2 separate regions of the Rattus norvegicus genome follow, and region 2 is linked to region 1. A link is a contact called in public Hi-C data. All regions are on one chromosome and are shown on one strand. Each heading gives the region's core, a stretch centred on a gene start, on an enhancer-like site or on the middle of the called end of the contact. The rest is flanking DNA. Distances are from core to core; before and after follow the strand shown.

Evidence for each region. Hi-C and Micro-C count contacts between places; a contact is called where the count stands out from the background.
Region 2: a Hi-C map of the A7r5 cell line shows a contact between it and region 1, with 5 times the contacts expected there. The contact joins the promoter of Cnksr3 here to the enhancer-like site in region 1. A contact is called at or near these places in 3 of 12 Hi-C or Micro-C datasets (the A7r5 cell line, the Rat2 cell line and Schwann cells).

What each region holds. Positions count from the first base shown.
Region 1 is chr1:45,793,878-45,800,413 of GRCr8, reverse strand. The region is part of intron 1 of Ipcef1 (interaction protein for cytohesin exchange factors 1); the gene reads left to right. It also overlaps a transcript of Oprm1 not described here. Among named protein-coding and RNA genes, the nearest start is that of Ipcef1, 60 kb to the left of the region's middle. Within about 2 kb of position 2,508, at least 5 of the 93 cell types and tissues checked have an H3K27ac peak or open chromatin away from gene starts, as enhancers often do. A contact at or near this core is called in the A7r5 cell line, where this site is marked.
Region 2 is chr1:45,993,100-45,999,635 of GRCr8, reverse strand. Cnksr3 (Cnksr family member 3) reads left to right here and starts at 2,715. Exons shown (of 13, transcript NM_001012061.1): 1 at 2,715-3,285. The coding sequence starts at 3,234.

The DNA of each region.
Region 1 (6,536 bases), core at 1,259-3,758:
TAATTTCTTTATTTCTTCCATGACCAAGTTGTCATTGAGTAGAGCCTTGTTCAGTTTCCATGTGTATGTGGGCTTTCTGTCCTTTTTGTTGTTATTGAAGACCAGCCTTAGTTCATGGTGATCTGATAGGATACATGGGATTATTTCAATATTTTTCTGAGGCCTGTTTTATAACAGATTATATGGTCAATTTTGGAGACAGTACCTTGAGGTGCTGAGAAGAAGTTTTATTCTTTTGTTTTAGGGTGAAATGTTCTATAGTTGCCTATTAAATCCATTTGATTCATAGCTTCTGTTAGTTTCACTGTGTCTCTGTTTAGTTTCTGTTTTCACGATGTGTCCATTGATGAGAGTTGGGTGTTGAAGTCTCCCAATATTATTGTGTGAGGTACAATGTGCGCTTTGCGCTTTAGTAAAGTTTCTTTTATGAATGTGGGTGCCCTTGCATTTGGAGCATAGATGTTCAGAATTTAGAGTTCATCTTTGTTCATTTTTCCTTTGATGAGTATGAAGTGTCCTTCCTTTTCCTTTTGATAACTTTTGGTTTGAAAGTCAATTTTATTCAATATTAGAATGGCTACTCCAGTTTGTTTCTTGGAACATTTGCTTGGAAAATTTTTTTACCAGCTTTTGACTCTGAGGTAGTGTCTGTCTTTGTCCTGGAGGTGTGTTTCCTAGCAAGATACTGAGTCCTGTTTACATGTCTAGTCAGTTAGTCTATATATGTTTTTTTTGGGGGGGGGGTTGAGTCCATTGAGCTAGGAGATATTAAGAACCAGTGATTGTGGGGCTGGAGAGATGGCTCAGCGGTTAAGGGCACCGACTGCTCTTCCAGAGGTCCTGAGTTCAATTCCCAGCAACCACATGGTGGCTCACAACCATCTGTAAAGAGACCCGATGCCCTCTTCTGGTGTATCTGAAGACAGCTACAGTGTACTTATATATAATAAATGAATAAATCTTTAAAAAAAAAAAGAACCAGTGATTGTTGCTTCTTGTTATTTTTGTTGTTAGAGGTGGAATTATGTTTGAGTGGCTATCTTCATTTGGGTTTGTTGAAAGGAGATTACTTTCTTGCCTTTTCTAGGGTATAGTATCCTTCCTTTTGTTGGAGTTTTTCATATATTATCCTTTGTAAAGTTGGATTTGTGGAAAGACATTATGTAAATTTCATTTGTCATGGAATATCTTGGTTTCTCTGTTTATGGTAATTGAGAGTTTTGCTGGATATAGTAGCCTGGGCTGGCATTTGTGTTCTTTTAGGGTCTGTATGACATCTGCCCAGAATCTTCTGGCTTTCATAGTCTCTGGTAAGAAGTCTGGTGTAATTCTGATAGGTCTGCTTTTGTTTGTTACTTGACTTTTTTCCCTTACTGCTTTTAATATTCTTTCTTTGTTTTGTGCTATTATGTGACAGGAGGAATTTCTTTTCTGGTCCAGTCTATGTAGGGCTCTGTAGGCTTCTTGTATGTTTATAGGCATCTCTTTCTTTAGCTTAGGAATGCTTTCTTCTATAATTTTGTTGAAGATATTTACTGGCCATTTGAGTTGGGAATCTTTGCTCTCATCTATACCTATTTTCCTTAGGTTTGGTCTTCTCTTTGTGTCCTGGATATTTAGGGTTAGGAACTTTTTGCGTTTTACATTTTCTTTGATTGTTGTGTAATGTTTTCTCTGTTATTTTCTGCCCCTGAAATTCTCTCTTCTATCTCTTGTATTCTGTTGGTGATGCTTGCATCTATAACTTCTGATCTCTTTCCTAGGATTTCTATGTCCAGGGTTGTCTCCCTTTGTAATTTCTTTATTAATTCTATTTCCATTTTTATATCCTGGATGGTTTTGTTCAATTCCTTCACCTGTTTGTGCTTTCCTGTATTTCTTTAAGGGATTTATGTGTTTCTTCTTTTGTGGCTTCTATCTGTTTTCCTGTGTTCTCCTGTATTTCTTTAAGGGAGTTATTTATGTCCTTAAAGTCCTCTATCATCACCATGAGATGTGATTTTTAAATCAGAATCTTGCTTTTCTGGTGCTGGAGGACCCAGGGCTTGCTGTGATGGGAGAACTGAGTTCTGATGACTCAGTAGCTTTGCTCTCTGTTGTTTAGATACTTGCCCTTGCCCTCTGCCATTTGCTTATCTCTAGTGTTAGCTGGTCCTGCTGTCTTTTACTAGAGCTTGTCCCTCCTATTAGCCTGTGAGCTTGTGAACTTAGGTGTGTCAGCACTCCTGGGAGACCAGCTCTCTCTGGGGAGAATTTGGTCATGGAGAGCTGTGACACGGGGTTATCTCTGGGATCTGGATTGCAGTTTATGAAAAAGTAGTTTGAATATTTTTTTTTAGCTGACTGGTTCCAAGAGATGGAGTTTGGGCAGCCATTAAGCTTATGAAACATCCTTAAGCTAATGTAAAAATATTGTAGTGATTTCCATCCGTAGGGGAGGTCAGTCAGCCATGGTGAAGGAAGCTTGCCCAGTCTAAACATGTGTAGTGGGAGCCAGTGATTCATATTCAGTTCTCACTCACATCTGTCTATGTTTCTCAGCCCACAACTATTTGAGTCCTTCCCAGGATTCTTAACCATAAAATGCCTGTCTAATTATTTTGACATATTCCTGCTGGGCAGTGAATGTTGTGAGTTTTGCGAGAGTGCAGTTATGAACACAGGGTTATGTTTTTCTTTAGCTGTCTTTCTCGTTGTGTCTATCAGCGTTATGTTCTAAGACCCACTTGATTTGATTTATATTACCAAGTGATTTAGGACACCAGCGGATTTTTTTCCAGAATTGAATTTCTGGGGCCAAGTCTCTTTCCTTTAATAGAGAAGCAACTTGGATCCCAAGGTCTCTTGATCTATTTTAAAATAACTTTGTGTTAAAAGCTTGTGTGCTGGTGATAAAGGGATAGATGTCCACATATGTTTTTTTATCCTTGAATATGCCTATTTTCCACAAAATATGACATTATGAATAGGAACGAGACAGCTGGGTTACAAAGCAATAAGAGACAAGCTAAAGAGACACAGAGACTGCTCCTCAAAACCAGAATTTGCAAGCTGTTTAGGTTATCTTGATGTCAGATTAACATTTGTGTGGTTATTTTTTTTTCTAGTGAACAAAATCTTTTCCTTCCTAAATTTCAGCTCAAAATTATGAAAATAGCTTCCAAAGGGGCAGAATCCAGTTTACAAAGTATTCATTGGAAATCTCAAAATCTTTTGAAGTCATTTCTGCAAATGAATATGGCATATTTTTCTTTTCTGGGAAAAAATTCTGTACTACTTTGTAGATGTAAGAAACTTGGAGAGGAAGAGTAAAGTTCTCAGCGTCCAAAAAGTTTCTTCTTCTCTGACATTTCCATTGTTATTTAGCCTGTTATCCTCTGTGAAAAACAATAGCACTGTTCCCAATAAAATCACAAAAAGGGAGTTAACTACCTTGGGTGTCAGTTTACACAGGAAAAAATCATAAACAGATCTTAACAAGAATCTCAGGAGTTTTGTTAATAATTAATAAACCACAAGGATCTCTTGGTAGATGCCTGAGGTGATACTGAAATTAACCCCCAGATCTGAGAAGCTCAGCGTAACAAACCTTTATTTCTGATTCACATGGAATGGCTAAGAAATTCAGGCAGTGTGCCAGTTGGTGAGGAGATCCCAGCCTTGGAGTCCACCCAGGATATGTGCTGAGGCAAACTCTGCCATCTTGTGGCACCATCTTGTCAGTAATTGACCTCAAGGGTTTGCCATCATGGGGAAGATAGTTTGTAGCAGGCTAACCTTCTCTGAACTGTAAGTGACATGTGTTACCTCTGCCAGGACTGTTGGCTCACACTGCCTTTCCTAACATGCAGAAAACTGAGGAAGGAGAGAAGTAGGTAGAAGCTTCAGGAGTCATTTATTCTTGGATGACATTTAAAGTTTTGCATTTACATACAACTTTCCCAAATCCTTCATGCATACCACTTCTTATACTTTACTAAGTAGCTGAGTTATTTGAATGTTTTAGTAATAATTTAATATTAAAATGGTTATTCATTTTTATTACCTGTGTGTATGGATGCAAGCTTGCATGAATTTATGTGCACCGCATGCATGAAGGAGCTGGGAGAGGGGACAGAAGAGGGCAGTGGGTTATCTGGGCCTTGAGTGGCAGGTAGTTCTGGACCCATGGTTCTCTGTAAGAGCAACTAGTGCCAGCCCCTGATTTTGCATTTTTAACTTACTGAGTTTAATAGGAACAGATTTAAAAAGGTGGATAATTGAGAAGAAAATTGTTTGTTTACTTGCACAGAGACCTGTATTTCTTAATGTTTATCCAAAGCATCTCAGTTCTATACCTTGCCAGCTTCCTTTACTGTGAGAAGTGCCTCTCCCTGTCCCTGTGATGCTGTCTGTCATAAGCTCACCTATGTGACACAAGAGCAAGCACAGGGCTCAGGGTAGAACTCATTCCTCACTAATAACAACCAAAGCTGTTATTCAACCATCAAATGGGATGGACCATGTGCCAAGCACAGTGCTTGGGTCTTAAGCCCAACAGGCAAAGCCTCTTTTACATTTTGTGCGCTTCCTTCTTTCCTTTCCTTGTGTACAAATTGTTAGGTTCAAATTCACCCTCACTTTACCACTTATAAGATTTTACATCTGCAAGAGACCATTTCCTCTAGTGAAAGCTGAACTTATTTTCAAAGTCCATATATTCTAAGGACGCCCTTCAGATAGACACAAACTTTGGGCATGGATCTGGGTGGGCTGACACATCAGATAGGGAAGAAGCCTAGGGACCCTAAGCTCTAGGTGCATAACTAAAAGCATGATCTCAGCAGTCAACCTTCTAGCTCGAACCACCCTGCCAAACTTAACCACAGAGAGAAGTGTCAGTTTGACTGCTAAGCAGGCCTTGTGTGGATCCCTGATATGGGCCATTATCAGGAACAAGGCTCCTCATCCCCTATGGCACAGATGATGAACAAGAGTTAGGACCTTTGCCTTTGACATCAGGAATAAGCCAAAGATACTTGTTGCTACTCTTCAACAATACAGTATTGCAGATGCTTGTAAGAGAATTAGACAAAGCTATGATGATTTAAAAAAAGAAGAAATTAAGACTTCCAATATTTTCAGACTATAGAATTTGGCATGTAGAATCTTAAACATGGGTAATTAAAAGTAACATGTAAACATAGAAAATTACCAAAATATGTGGTCATTACATTAAATTGAGTAATGTTTCACCATGTAAGGAATAATACGAAAACCAAATGCCCAAGAAAACACATATCTCAGAGTATATATGTTACATGTCTATGGATAAATTTACTATTCTACCTAACATCATTGGAAGCAGCTAAAGAAAGTGCAACTGAATTCAGGGGTGCCATGTCTATCAACTGAAAACCAATAGTGATTATCAACATGTTCTACCACTCTAAGGTCACAGGATATCTGCCTTGTCTTCTAGAATATTCGTCTTTCTCTGTCCATATTAAATCTATTATCAATGAGCACTTGATTTTGACATGGTTTCAGATAAGGGTCAAGTTTCAGGCTTTAAATTAATAACAATTATTCCAGTATCATGTATGGGCTGGTATGTTTCAACCAGCTAAGCTTAACCCAGGGCTACACAGGGAGATCCTGCCCCTCAGCTCCCCACCGAAATAGAAAGCCCTGCTAATAGCCATGGCTCTTAGGGCTGGAGAGAGCTAGGAAGAACTCAACAAAGATGGTACAATTCTCCAAAATGAATAGCTTAAGAAGATGCTAAGGACCAGAGATGCGTTGGAGATTAATGACTTCAGACCCTTAAGATAGAATCCCAGGTTAGAAAACAGAATACACACTCAGGTCCGGCACAAATATTTGTTTTAAAACACATGGACCTCAGAGTATTTAGTCTGACCAAAATCCATGAATTATATAAATGAATGATGACGACTTAGTTTTATATGTTTTCACTTTTATGGTGTTTGGGGTACATGCATGTGTGTACATGTATGTATTCCAGTACACACACCTGTGCATGTACTTGTGGGGACCAGAGGTCAGCTTTAGGAGACTTCCTCTACCACCTGTAATCTTATTTTTTGAGACAGGGTGCCTCATTGAACCTGGGGATCCAGTTCTGGCTAGATTGGCTAAAGGGGTCCCAGGATTTGCCTTGTCTTGACCCCACCCCTATCCCCAGTGCTGGGTTTACAGGTGAATGTCTCCATGCCCAGCTTGTACATGAAATCTGGGCATAGAGCACAGGTCTTAGCATTTGTTCCGAAGGCACTTCACAAACTGAGCCAACTCCTTGAGTTCCCATAACTTAAATGTCTGCATTCCTGGAAGCAATCACACACACACACACACACACACACACACACACACACACACACACACACGCACACACAAATATTTGGGTTAAAAGTAACTGAAATGGGAAACATTTAGATTTGATCTTTATTGAAATACATGTAAAACTTTGGGGCCATGATTGATTTTAGTGGGAAATGTGTGCTTCCGAGGTATCTACCGAATAGCTAGAAATA
Region 2 (6,536 bases), core at 1,466-3,965, 200 kb before region 1:
TGAGAGGAAAAGCATTTGGAGCAGCTGGCATTTGAATACCTTCCCATTTCTCTCACTATGGGAAGTGTTTTGAACTGGGAAAGGAAGGGCTCAGAATCTTTTACACGAATGCCTATCCAGTAGTCATAGTAATGACTTTGTCTCCAAAGTGCTCAGGCCCTACTTCTCAACTAAAACCAATAAACTTTGAAGAGACTCAAATTATTAATGTGAAATTGATTCCAGAACTCGCTGGTCTGGGTTCCTCTGTACCCCTTTGGTTTTTGTCTTCTGATTAAAAGCAACAGAAGGAAGAAAACCCTTCCTGATAAACACCTATGATGTCCAAGAGTACTAGCTGTGAGATTTTTTAATCTTCTTCACATGGTTCAGTATGGCACAAGCATTTATAACATATTTTTGTTGATTGAATAAATGACCTGAATATGCAAGGAGGCTCATAGAGAAAAGGAGAGAAGGAAATACAGAAGAACGGGACCTAGTCTCCATGCTGTAACATATCAAATTCAATCAGAAGATTTGTTCGGTTCCTTAGTTATGTGGGAGGAACCCTGGCAAGTGTACAGGCGGAAAGGAGGAAGGGTGCTCCTGCTGAAAGTGTGGGTACCCAGGAGCAAGGCCACTAGGGACAAGCAGGAAGAAAACTGGCAACTGTATAAATGATTGCTTTTACATACTCATCTATTTCCGTAGCTGCTTATCTAAAATCCCTCCTCTTTGATCTGCCAAACTTTCTCTGTAAAGTTTGCATTCAGGCTGGCAGTCAGCACACCCTAGAACTTTCACATGCTAACAGCTATAATTAAGGTAGAAGGCCTTATTTACATAGTAATTAGCCTGCAGGACTGGAAGAGTAAACACATTGCTAATTCATTTATATAGTTAATTGGTCTTTCGTTTTGGAGATTTTAAGTTGGCTCTCTTTGCATATTTTGTTTAATGTGCTGAGTGTAGATTGTGCTATCTGTGGGGTGAAATTCAGCAAGCTGGACTCTGGAATTCCAGCTTTTTAATGTTCCAGTACAACAAATGTAAAGGAACAAGAGGACATTGTCAAAACACCAAGTAAAATTCTACAGCAAAATCGTTTGATATAGCATTTGGTTCTCTTTGTGATCCAGGAGTTATATGGCCAGATTCATAGTCTATCAACTTAGTTATTGTTGTGTCCCCTTTCGTAGGCAGCACTGTTTTGTAGATGAGTTACTTGCTTGGTCATCCTAATCATATAGTTGTTTTCAAAACTGTAGGCATAGTTCCCACTGTGCAAAGGTCAAGACGGTTCTTCACTCTGGAGGCCATTAAAGATGGTTAAGGAAAGACAGGTGTCAAAGATCATTTCTTCCTTTTTTTTTTTTCTTCTGTTTTTCGGAGCTGGGGACCGAACCCAGGGCCTTGTGGTTGCTAGGCAAGCGCTCTACCACTGAGCTAAATCCCCAACCCCGATCATTTCTTTAAAAGAGGGCAAATACCAGGAATCTTCTCAAAGTCTTTGTCAAGTTTCTGGGTTGGGTAATTAATTACTTTTGTTTAAAAAAATCGCTATTTTTGGTACTTGTATGTCTTTTGTTGCATAGACAAATTGCACAGGAGGGCTAAGACAGTTTGTACACTATACACCCAGAACGCTCACTGTACAACAGAGATCTGGGTACTAGTGGCGAGTCTCACGTGTAATAAAGAACACCTATCCTAACAGAGCAAATAGGAACGCAGTGTTTAGAACAGGGGAGGCAACTGCAGGCATTTACTGAATGAATAAACACTCCCTTACGCCAGAAGCTAAGCAGTTGGAAGAGGAAGAACAGATCCAGCTCAATATACCCAAATACCAAGCAGCCTCTTCCTTGGATAGGGTTAATAGTAGCCAAGGGGAAGATGGGAATCAATAACTATAATTGAAAGAAGACTCACTAGGGGCCCTAAGAGTGTCTGCTTGTGTGTGGGAGGGAAAGCAAGGAGGGCAGGAGGGAGGTAAACACAGGTTATAGGGTTTTCCCCAGACCGGTGCCCTGTTTCCAAATTGAGGCTTGCAGTACAGAAAGGGTTTTCCTTCTCTTGTCAGAGACTGAAACTGGATAAGGTTCTGTTTTTTCTTTCTTTTCTTTTTGGCTCACTGACAAATTTCGCCTTAGGGTTAATGACTAATCTGAATCGAGCATTAGGTCATTTTGAAAATATGACTATTGCATTATGGCAAAACACAACTCGAAGAGCTGCCGTTCTAGTGTTATTAGAGCGAAGAGTTGATACAATGTAGCGGCCTTGAGAGCAGTGGTATACCGCCGTCCTTTTGTCCAAAGCACAACTGGCCTACTTTAGGAAACTTAAAAGACCCCTGAATGGCTAAATGAGATAGCGACTTGACGCTTTTAAAACAAGAACGTACACATCTCCAACCAAGAAACAAAGAAAAAAAACTGTTTACAGGATTCAGATGGTTCGGCTGCCACTAAACTGGGACCTCTTGGGAGCCAAGCGGCTCTCCAGGACTCCAGCAGCAGCTACAGCTCACTCCTTGAAAAGGAAAAGTAGAGCCGGGGAGTCCCAAGCTGGGATGCAGGAGGGAAAGCAATTGGAGTCCGCGTCATCGCGGCCCCGCCCCTCCCACGTGTTGCTCCCACTCGGCTCCGCCCCCTCCCACGTGTTGCTCCCGCTCCGCTCCGCCCCCGCTCTTATTCCGGGAGCAGCGAGCGGAGCAGAAACTTTGCTACCCGAGCGCGCAGGCTCTGCGTTTTTCCCCTCCCGGGCGGCCCGCGACGGTGGCGCAGGAGGTGGGACCCGCTGGCGGGAAGGCTCGAGGCACCGGCGCACGCGGAGTGAGGACCTCGGGAGCGGACACAGCTCGCAGGGGCTGCGGAGGGCCAGCCGACCTAGAAGTTCCCGGCCAGGAGAGTTCCACGCCTGAGCAGCCCCGGGCCTGGGGTCTGAGGTTGCAATCTTGCGCCCGCTGCTGCGGTGGTCACGGAGAAGCAGCTGTATCCCAGAGCTGCGTGGGGGAGAACTGCAGCTGGACGGCGGTAGCTGCGGGGAGCAGCCGTACCGGACACAGCTGTCCCGTACGTAGGGACCCAGGGCCGCACTCCCCTCGCTGAGCCGCTGCGCGATGGCTGGCTGACTGCGGCCATGCAGGCTTGAGCGGACGCCCGGGACACGCAAGGGACAACTGCGGGCGCAAGTTTCAGGACTCCGCCGTCGACTCCCCAGCCCAGCGGGTAGAGAAGCATCTTACCATGGAGCCCGTGACCAAGTGGAGCCCCAAACAAGTGGTGGACTGGACTAGAGGTGAGCGGGCCGTGAAGGACCCCGGCGTCCTGCAGCCGGGGAGCTGGGGCGGGCCAAGAGTTGGGCACTGGGGTGCTCGGCCCCTCCTGCGGGCGACAAAGCAAACTTCTGCGGAGCGGCTTATGCGCCCCTTTCTGATGCGCCTGCTCCGATCGTTTTCTTTTCGTGGGGGTGCGCGTTGTGTGCAGTCGACGGGACACCCATATTTAAGCCAGGGAGTTATATAGGATGGGAAGATCGCCTGGGAATGTGGGACTAGGGATTTGGCGCCAGGGTACTCACTGCTCTGTTCCGGTACGGTGCCCGAGACTTCTGCCTGTCGTTAAACGCAGAGGCACAAGGCGTCTTTGTGTGGGTGACTGCCCCTGGATCTAGTAAAGGTTGCGGGCCAGAAGCAATCCGCGGGCGTGACCCGGCAGATGGGCAGGTAGACCAAGACTCCTGCGGCCAGCCTAGCCTGTTTGTTTGGGTTGGAGAGGGCGAACTGGCTTTCGCGCCTGTGAGAACCTTAGCGCCAGGACTCCCGCAGAGGCAGGGACTCAGCTCTGAAGGTGCCAGGACCCCCAAGGGCGCAGCATTTGAGGCCAGTTAAGCACCGAGAGGGAGCTGAGGGTCTTGCATACAGTCCGGTTCTGTACAGTTCTTGGGAAGAGGAAACCAGTGGGTGCTGGGCGGTGCAGCAGGAGTGGAAGTGTCCCTGTTACTTTATCTTGTCTCTCATGATTGCTAGGGACAGTTGCCAGAGGTACTCAACTCTCTTTGTCCTCACCCTTTCGTGAAATCAACCACTGGAGTCTCAGGGGTCCCACTTCCTCACTTCAACATCTGTTTCAAGTTATCCAGACCCCCCCCCCCACCCCGCGGTTCCCCCCCCACCCCCCCGCTGGTCTTCCAGGTGAAGAATAAGTCACAGGAGTTGTAGTGTGCTTCACACTTGGCTAACTGCTCTGTCTTTGTCCATCTCCGCAGATGTGAAGTAGGTGATGCCGGTGTGTTCAGGTCATCTTTCAGACTGCCCTACCCATGGCTGTGGCACAGTGGAAACCCCATCCTGTCATTTCTCAAGCCAGAGTCATATATAGGTCACTGGAAGGGGCTGTCCCAGCAGTGAAGTGTCTGGTGTATGTCCCATTATCCCTGGCTCCTCCGGAGGAAAACACAGAATACTGTCTTAGGAAGTAGTTTTTCCATTGTCCAGACTTTCCAGGACTCTCAAAAGTAAAGTCATGGTGAAAAGAGTGAATACATTGGCCCTGGTGACACTGGCTGGGTGAGCAGTAAACCACACGGTTAGCAGCAGTAGACAAGTTATTTTAAGCCCGTTCCCTTAACTTGAGTGTAACTTGTACTGAAGACAGTACCAGGTGCTCTGGCTAGCTTGCTGAGATGAAGCAGATGGCGTGTGTGACTGTACCACCACCATTGAGGGGTCCTCAGAGCCTGCTGAGCCAGTAGCTACATTTCCTCTCAAGTCCTTGACCTGTGGCTAATCATAATTGCCAGGTACTGCGTATGCAATGCCCAGGGTGTTTGAAGAATCGGTGTGAAGGAGTAGAAAATATTAACACTTTTCATACTTATTGCGTATCGACGAGATGGTATTTTGAATAAAAATTACTACTAAAATGAATTCCAGCCATTTACTTTTTATTTTCTTAATTATGGCCTCTACAGTTTGTGGTAACATGGCTCAGGCTTGTGGCCCACGTTCTCTTTCTGTTGTATGGTACTGTTCTAGTCTCATGAAGAGGTGACAGAGGATCATGCTGGCTTTCCTGTGGCTCTGCCAGACTTGATAAGGTAATAGAAAAGTGGTAACAGGCACATAGGAGATAGACAGACAGGCAGACCTCAGATAGGCAGACCTCTCTCTTCCTTTTGTTTTTCCCTTCATCTTCTCTTAGATGGAAAGAAAATGTTAATTCTCATCCTATTATTATTATTGACTTAAAAGGAAGAAATGTTGTTAAATATTGGCCTTATGGCTTGGTTGAGGTTGCTTTCATTTAGAAAAACTTTTTTTTTTAAAGATTTATTTATTTATTTGTGTTTTTTTTAAAGATTTATTTATTTATTATATATGAGTACACTGCCGCTGTCTTCAGACACACCAGAAGAGGGCATCTGATCCCATTACAGATGGTTGTGAGCCACCATGTGGTTGCTGGGAATTGAACTCATGACCTCTGGAAGAGCAGTCGGTGCTCTTAAACACTGAGCCATCTCTCCAGCCCCTAGAAAAACTTTTGTGCTGCCCTGAAGGAGAGCAGCCTGGCCCTGAGTGGCTCAGGACCCTGGATGCTCACTCTTTTTAGGTTACATATCTGTGGTGGCACTTGGTAGCATCCTAGGAAGACCTGGATACTTCGTGTTAGAATCTTCAAACAAACAAGCAAACAAACAAGCAAACAAAGGGTGGGAATACTTGCTGAATTCTTGAATGGCAAGAGGCCATGTTCTCCCAGATTGCATGATCTATTAAGTGAAGGTTTCTTGCTATCATGTTGCACAGGTATTGACCTTGTGAGCTTAGCAGGTTGTTTTTAGCTGTCTCGCTAGTCAGGCCCTGCTCTCTCTTTATGACTACGTCCCCCAGGAAAAGCAGCTTGTCATGTAGATAGATGTTGCCCCTCTTGCTCTTCTGTGGCTGTGGCAGTTAGGAGCACTGTCAAAAGCATCAGCTATAATCAGCTACAACAACAGCGTGTGCGCTTGTGTAAATATTACAAGAGTCATGCTAAGAAAGAATGCACTGTGCTGGATAAACACACCCATCTGGCTTTTACTATTAACTTTTGGCTACATCGTCGCCAGCTTTACCATGATATGAATAGATGCCTAGTAAATATTGACAGTCTCAGGTGCAGGGCTGGGTATCGGGCAAGCATTGGCTCATGTAATGGATACTATCACCTTTGAGGCAGGAGCTGCCATTTCACTCGCCACTTGGGGAAACCGAGGCACAGAGATGATAAACTTGTGACACCCAGCCACTTGGTGAACAGTATTTGAACGAAGTGCTTAGATGCTGTTTTATACATTTTCCCAGGATTTCCTTCCCAGGGCAATGCAGATAACACACCAAGACTCTTCAGCACACTTAGGAGTAGGCACACACTGTTCTCATGATGTAATTTATTAATACCCTGTGTTAGTGAAAGAGCGCCATCAGCCTACAAGTATTTTATGCTACATGGTCTCTCTGTGTCAGAAAGAATATATGAGATGAATGCCTACTTCATGGTACCCGT